2 separate regions of the Macaca mulatta genome follow, and region 1 is linked to region 2. Evidence: chromatin contacts called from public Hi-C data. All regions are on one chromosome and are shown on one strand. Each heading gives the region's core, a stretch centred on a gene start, on an enhancer-like site or on the middle of the called end of the contact. The rest is flanking DNA. Distances are from core to core; before and after follow the strand shown. Region 1 holds the start of NUFIP2 (nuclear FMR1 interacting protein 2). Region 2 holds the start of PHF12 (PHD finger protein 12).

The links. Hi-C and Micro-C count contacts between places; a contact is called where the count stands out from the background.
Region 1: a contact with region 2 is called in a Hi-C map of liver, with 2.8 times the contacts expected there. The contact joins the promoter of NUFIP2 here to the promoter of PHF12 in region 2. A contact is called at or near these places in 2 of 14 Hi-C or Micro-C datasets (fetal cortex germinal zone and liver).

Annotation. Positions count from the first base shown.
Region 1 is chr16:38,016,291-38,018,990 of T2T-MMU8v2.0, forward strand. It overlaps NUFIP2 (nuclear FMR1 interacting protein 2), which reads right to left and starts at 1,321. Exons shown (of 4, transcript NM_001261811.1): 1 at 1,031-1,321. The coding sequence starts at 1,307.
Region 2 is chr16:37,673,859-37,676,558 of T2T-MMU8v2.0, forward strand. PHF12 (PHD finger protein 12) reads right to left here and starts at 1,317. Exons shown (of 15, transcript NM_001266285.1): 1 at 1,171-1,317; 2 at 340-521. The coding sequence starts at 1,236. LOC144335396 (a long non-coding RNA gene) reads left to right here and starts at 811. Exons shown (of 4, transcript XR_013406245.1): 1 at 811-970.

The DNA of each region.
Region 1 (2,700 bases), core at 71-2,570, 340 kb after region 2:
CGCGCGGGGCCCTGCGCAGGCCGCTCCCCTCGTGGCCGCTTCCCTCCCCCACCCCAACCGCCCCCGCCCCTCACCCCAGGGACCCGCCCGGGGCCTCGCGCCGCCACCGGGTTACACAACCCCGGCCGGTGACGGGGGAGGGGCGGCCGCGGAGCGGGGGGCGACGGCGCCCCCGCAGTGCAGGGGGCGAGGCGGCGGCCGGTGGTGATCCCAGGTCACCCAGCTCCGACGCGCCGTGTGGCCCTCGACACCCTTCCCCCCCGCTCCTCAGTGGGCCGGAGTCGGTGACAGGAATCGGCTTCCAACATGGCGGACAGGAAGCGGCCCCGCGAGGAGGAGAGAACATTCCAGCCGCGCCGGCTCTGGGGGGAGCGGGCCCGGGGCACCAGCCTTGGGAGGAGCCGCGGGACAAGACTGCGGGGTCCGGCGCCCAAAAAAGGCGTCTAGTGGTGGAAACGACCCGTGAGATGAGGGGTCCCAACAGCCCCCCCCAACAAGATGGGGAGCCCCAAGGCCACAGGTGGGCTTGGGGTGGCGGGTGAGGGGCACTTCCTCAACTCTGCCTACCTACCCACCCCTGGCCGCCTGCAAAAGGGTCTCGCGACACCATCCGAGGCGGGATTCGCTAGGCCTTCCTGAGTTACACCTCGAGGGATTTTTTGGGGGGTAGGTTTACCCCATCTCAGGGCCCCCATATTGAGGTAACTCCAGGGACGCAGAGAGGTGAATGGAAAAGAATAACGAGGTTGGACTTGCAAGGCCGACCCAGTGGGTCTCCCTTCAGCCGGGGCGGGGGCCGGGAAGGTCACGCTGGCCTGGCTGGGCCTCTCCCATGCTGGTGGGAAGGAGGGCGCTGCAAACCCCATTGCTCAGCCCGAGCCCTAGAATGAAAGGGGCATCCCCAGAGCCGGAGGGCACACACACACACACACATCCCGACCCCGTCCGCGCTTCTCGGATCCAGCCCCACCCCCATCTCCCCTGTCCTCCACCCCCAACCCCCTTCCCCCACCCGTCCTCCCTCCCAGACCTGTTTTCTTCTTCGGCGTTTCCTGGTGCTGCTGGAGGGTGTGTTTCTGCTCATGTTTCAGCGGCTTTGGCTGGGCCTTGGGGCTGCCCTCGGCTCCATGCTGCAGGTATTGGTGAGGCTGCTGGTGATGATGGTGGTGGTGGTGGTTGTGGCTGTGGTTGTAGAAATAATAATGGTGGTGGTGGTGCGGCTGCTGCTGCTGCTGCTGAGGGTGATGGTGCGGATGGTGGTGGCTGTGATGGTGCTGAGGCTGTGGCTGGCCGGGCTTCTCCTCCATTGAAAGCGGCTGGGACTCCCTGGCTGAGGCTGCGGGCTGCTGCACCGTCAGGATCTGAGACTGCTTCTCAGGGCTCACTCAGTATATCTGAGCGCGTCTCGCCAGCGCACTGGTTAACCGAGCGATTCTGCGAGATTGGCAGCCGCGCTCCAACAATCAGGAGCCACGCTGTACCGCAAGCCCCGCCCCCAGCTCAAATCCTCTTTCCTTCCCCTTCGCCGCTGCCGCCTGGCCAACGCCACTTACCCTGTGCAACCTCACAGGGCCGGGCCTTCAACGTCAGCACTATGGCTCTCTCTTCTGTCGCTTTCTCTCCTTCACCACGCAGTCTGCGAACAGCACTTTCTACACTCCTCGCCGGCAAGCAAGCTCATGTCGAGGGTAGCAGATTCCACTGGCGATTCCACTGGCGCTGGGAGCCATCTGTTGGTTTTGCACCTATTAGAATCTGGTGGTTTTTTTGTTTTTTGTTGTTTTTTGTTGTTAATCCTTTTCCGGGTAACCAGAAAGGGAAGCTCAATTCCCTTAACCCTAAGACCACTAAAGGGGCAATACAAAAAGAGGAAATAAATACATTTTTAAGAATACAAGAGCTTCACAATCCAGTAGATCATTTTGTATTCTGGATTCATTTTGCTTTGTATTCATATGCTAATCTCTTCCTTTCCACGAAGGGATTATAGGGTTCCACAATGGGGTATCTGTGTAATTTTCTAAAAGGGCACAAAGGGTTTAAATCATTGTTTCTTTGTAGTTGGAGGCAAGGGGGAGCGGGAGGAATGAAAATCTACACTGAAGGTTGTGGTTTTTTTTTTTTTTTTTTTAATTAAACTGCAGGTGAGGTCAACTATGGCACCAAAATAGGTTTTAGAATATGAAGTTTCAAGAGCAAAGGAAGGGGAGAAAGAGCATTTAAAAGTTATTAAGTGGGATTTTTTTTGCACTTATGGAAAAAATGAAATTTAAAGAAATATTCTGTAGCGTGTTGTAGTGTAGATTTAACTTATCCTGCATTACCACATCACAGTATGATTTTCAAAAGCAAATGTTAGAGCCATGATAGTGCTTACTCAGGAAAAGAGGGTTGTGATGGGGAGGGACACAGGTTACTGATAATATTTCATTTTGGGGGCTAGGTGGTGATTATACATATATTTGGTGGTGATTATTTGTTAAACAATATACAGGTAAAATGTACTTTTCTCAATGTATGTTATAGATTGGGGATTTTTTTAATTGTAAAATATTCATAATATAAAACTTACCATCTTAATATTAAGTGTACAGTTCAGGAGCATTAGGTACATTCATATTGTTGTAGAACCATGACCATCATCCATCTCCAGAACTTTTTCATCATTCCAAACTGAAACTTCATACCCAATAAAAATAC
Region 2 (2,700 bases), core at 67-2,566:
GCAGCGGGCGCGCGGGCAGGCAAGCGGCGCTGGGCCCGGAGCTCCTCCCCTTCCTCCCCCGCCACTGCCGGCTGTCCCCGGCCGGCTCTGTCCCGGCTCCCCAGCGACTTCCAATCCCATATGGGGTTCTCTTCACTCCTCCCAACCCCCACCTCGGGGTCCGGACCCACCGCTGCTCCTCCCCCCTAAACTGCCAGAACCCGGCGGACACCTGGGGGCGGGGAGGTGCTCGCCCGGGCAGCTGCAGAAAGTCAGCTAGCGGCTGCAAGCGCCCGTTATTTCGGCAGGCAGGGGCAGGCCGGGTGAAGGAATGCGCAGAGAAGGGTCCCCGGACCTTACCAGCACTGGAGGTGGAAGGCAGCCGGGCAGTGGTCGCAGCACAGGAGATCTCCACCTTCCTTGCAGCTATCACAGCTGTCGTGGTTGGTGGCCCTGCCGCTTCTCCGGGGCTCCTTCTCAGGCTTCCGACTCCGCTTTTCTGCCTCGTCCGTCTTGGGGGGGGCCAGCAGAGCTTGGATTTGCTGCACACACATACAAACGGCGTGTGTGCACACTCGGAGCTCCCGGGCGGTCCGTCGCCCCCCCGGCGCGGCTTCTCCGTCACCCACCCCTCTCCCCCCTTTTGTCCTTCTTCCTCCCATCCAGGCTGCTCCCAGAACCTCTCAGCCCCCGGAACCAGGGGGAGCCCACCCTAACCGCGTTCCTGCAGCACAAGAACGAGAACAGCTTCTTCCAAATGGGGAGGATCAAGGGTAGGGGGATGGGAAGAGGGTGCGCGGTTCCCTTCTTGGCCACTTCCTTGTATGGACAGTGGGGGACTCCAAAGCCTGGCTCTGGAGAGGCCCGAAGCCCGGTACCCGGACGTGCTGGGGGAAGCACAAAGGGGCCAACAAGAAGGGGGTGGGGAGGCCTGCCGGTGCAACGAGATGGAGTGGGCTGGCGCCTGGGGAGAGCGAATCGAGGGCGGCGGGTAGGTGAAACTGCTGCAAACGTCCTCGGAGGCTGAGCTCAGCCCCCTAAATTGCAAAGAGGGGAGGGAGAGGCTAAGTGAGGAAGAATCCCCCTCCCTCGGTTCTCTGGGCGCTTCGAGTTTAGGACCGGCTTTGTGGGGCGGAGGGCGGAGGTTCCCTCCCGGCGCTGGGGGAAGGGGATGAGGAGGGCCACTCTTACCTCCATCAGCCCCCCTGATGTGTCCAAGTCGTACACGATCGTCTTGGTCTCCATTTTCTCCCACATTCATCCACCTCCCGGGCTGGGTGCTCTCTGCTCCGGCCCCCCCAACCCCGGGGGGAGGGGGGAGGTGGGGGTAGGGGGCGCTCCTGACCCCGGTCCCGCTTCTTTTTTCCCAACACGGGTCCCGACTTCCTCGCCCTGGCTCCCCCCCACCCCCCGGCCCCCAGTCCCCGGGACGACAGCGTCCTCCCGACGGGCCGCGAGGGGGGAGCAGCCCCTCAGTCCCGGCCCGGCTGCTGGCTGCACAGTGGGTCCTGGCTCCAGGGGTCAGGCCTCGGCAGGGCCTAGTCCCACAGGCTAAAGCCGGCACTGGCGACCGCCGGTCCGGCCGGGAAGGCTGGCGGGCGCTGCCATCCCGGGGCTGGGGGTATCGGACGGGGGGGGGTAAGAGGTTAGGTGAGGTTGTGGTACGTGAGGTGACTGGGGGGAGGGTGATGGGGGGTGGTCCCCGGGCTCCGCCTCTCGCCGCCGCCGCCGTCTGCGTCCCGGCTGCCGCGCACTTGGCGCAAACTTACCGCGAGCGCCCGCAAAGCCACCCGCGCAGGCGCCCCGGGATCGGCGCTCGCCGCGCGCAACCGCAGTGACAGCCGGCGGCCTGGCTCCCGCGCAGCCGCGGTGAGGGAGTACCCCCCAGCGCGCAGCCGCGCTGGCATTCGTCTGGAGGACCGAAGCCCCACCTTTCTGCCGTGCGCCAGCGCACTGAGACAAAAGGGCGGGACCTGAGGGCTCGCGCAGGCGCTTGGGAAAGCTTGTAGGGGTCAAGGCGCAGCCGCAGGAAGCCAGGGACTCTTCATCCATTGGTGTTTGTGTGCAAACTAAGAAGACTCCGTCCTGCGCAGGCGTGTTGGGAGTGCTCCCCTCCCACTCCGTAACACAGAAGCCTCCCGCGCAGGCGTATTGTCTTCCGCAGGCCCTCACAAGAAGGCTGCTACTTTCGCCATTTTGGTAATGGGATATGGGCTATCATGCCCTTGGAGTCCTCAGGCATGAACAGAAAGGAACAAGGTGTGGTGTTGGATGGAGCTGGTCGCCTGTCGGTGACAGCAGTGTTCCTAGGGATGTTGTACTGGACTGTTCGGTTCTAGCATCAGGTGTGGCTGGACCAGGCCACCATATTGGTAAAGAGAAAAGCCATTTGCGACAGAAAATGACGCTTTTGGTGGCGTGTTGGATGACTGTGGTTCCTAATTCTCTCCCGTCCTGACAGTTAATTTTATCAGTTAATTGTATCCTGAGCATCCCTGCCTTGCGTGGTGGTGGCACTGTGGAGAGTTCCGCCTGCCCGTTACCACCCTCTCTTCACCACTGTCCCTGAGATCTGCTCTTCAAGAGGAAGCCTAAAGCGGAGAGTTTGTAATCCTGACAACGCCCAGCTACCTGCGTACCCCGGACTCCAACTCCCAGATTGCAATGCCAAAGGGTCTAAAGGGCGAACGGGGGGGGGGGGCGGTCCATTGCACCCTGGGA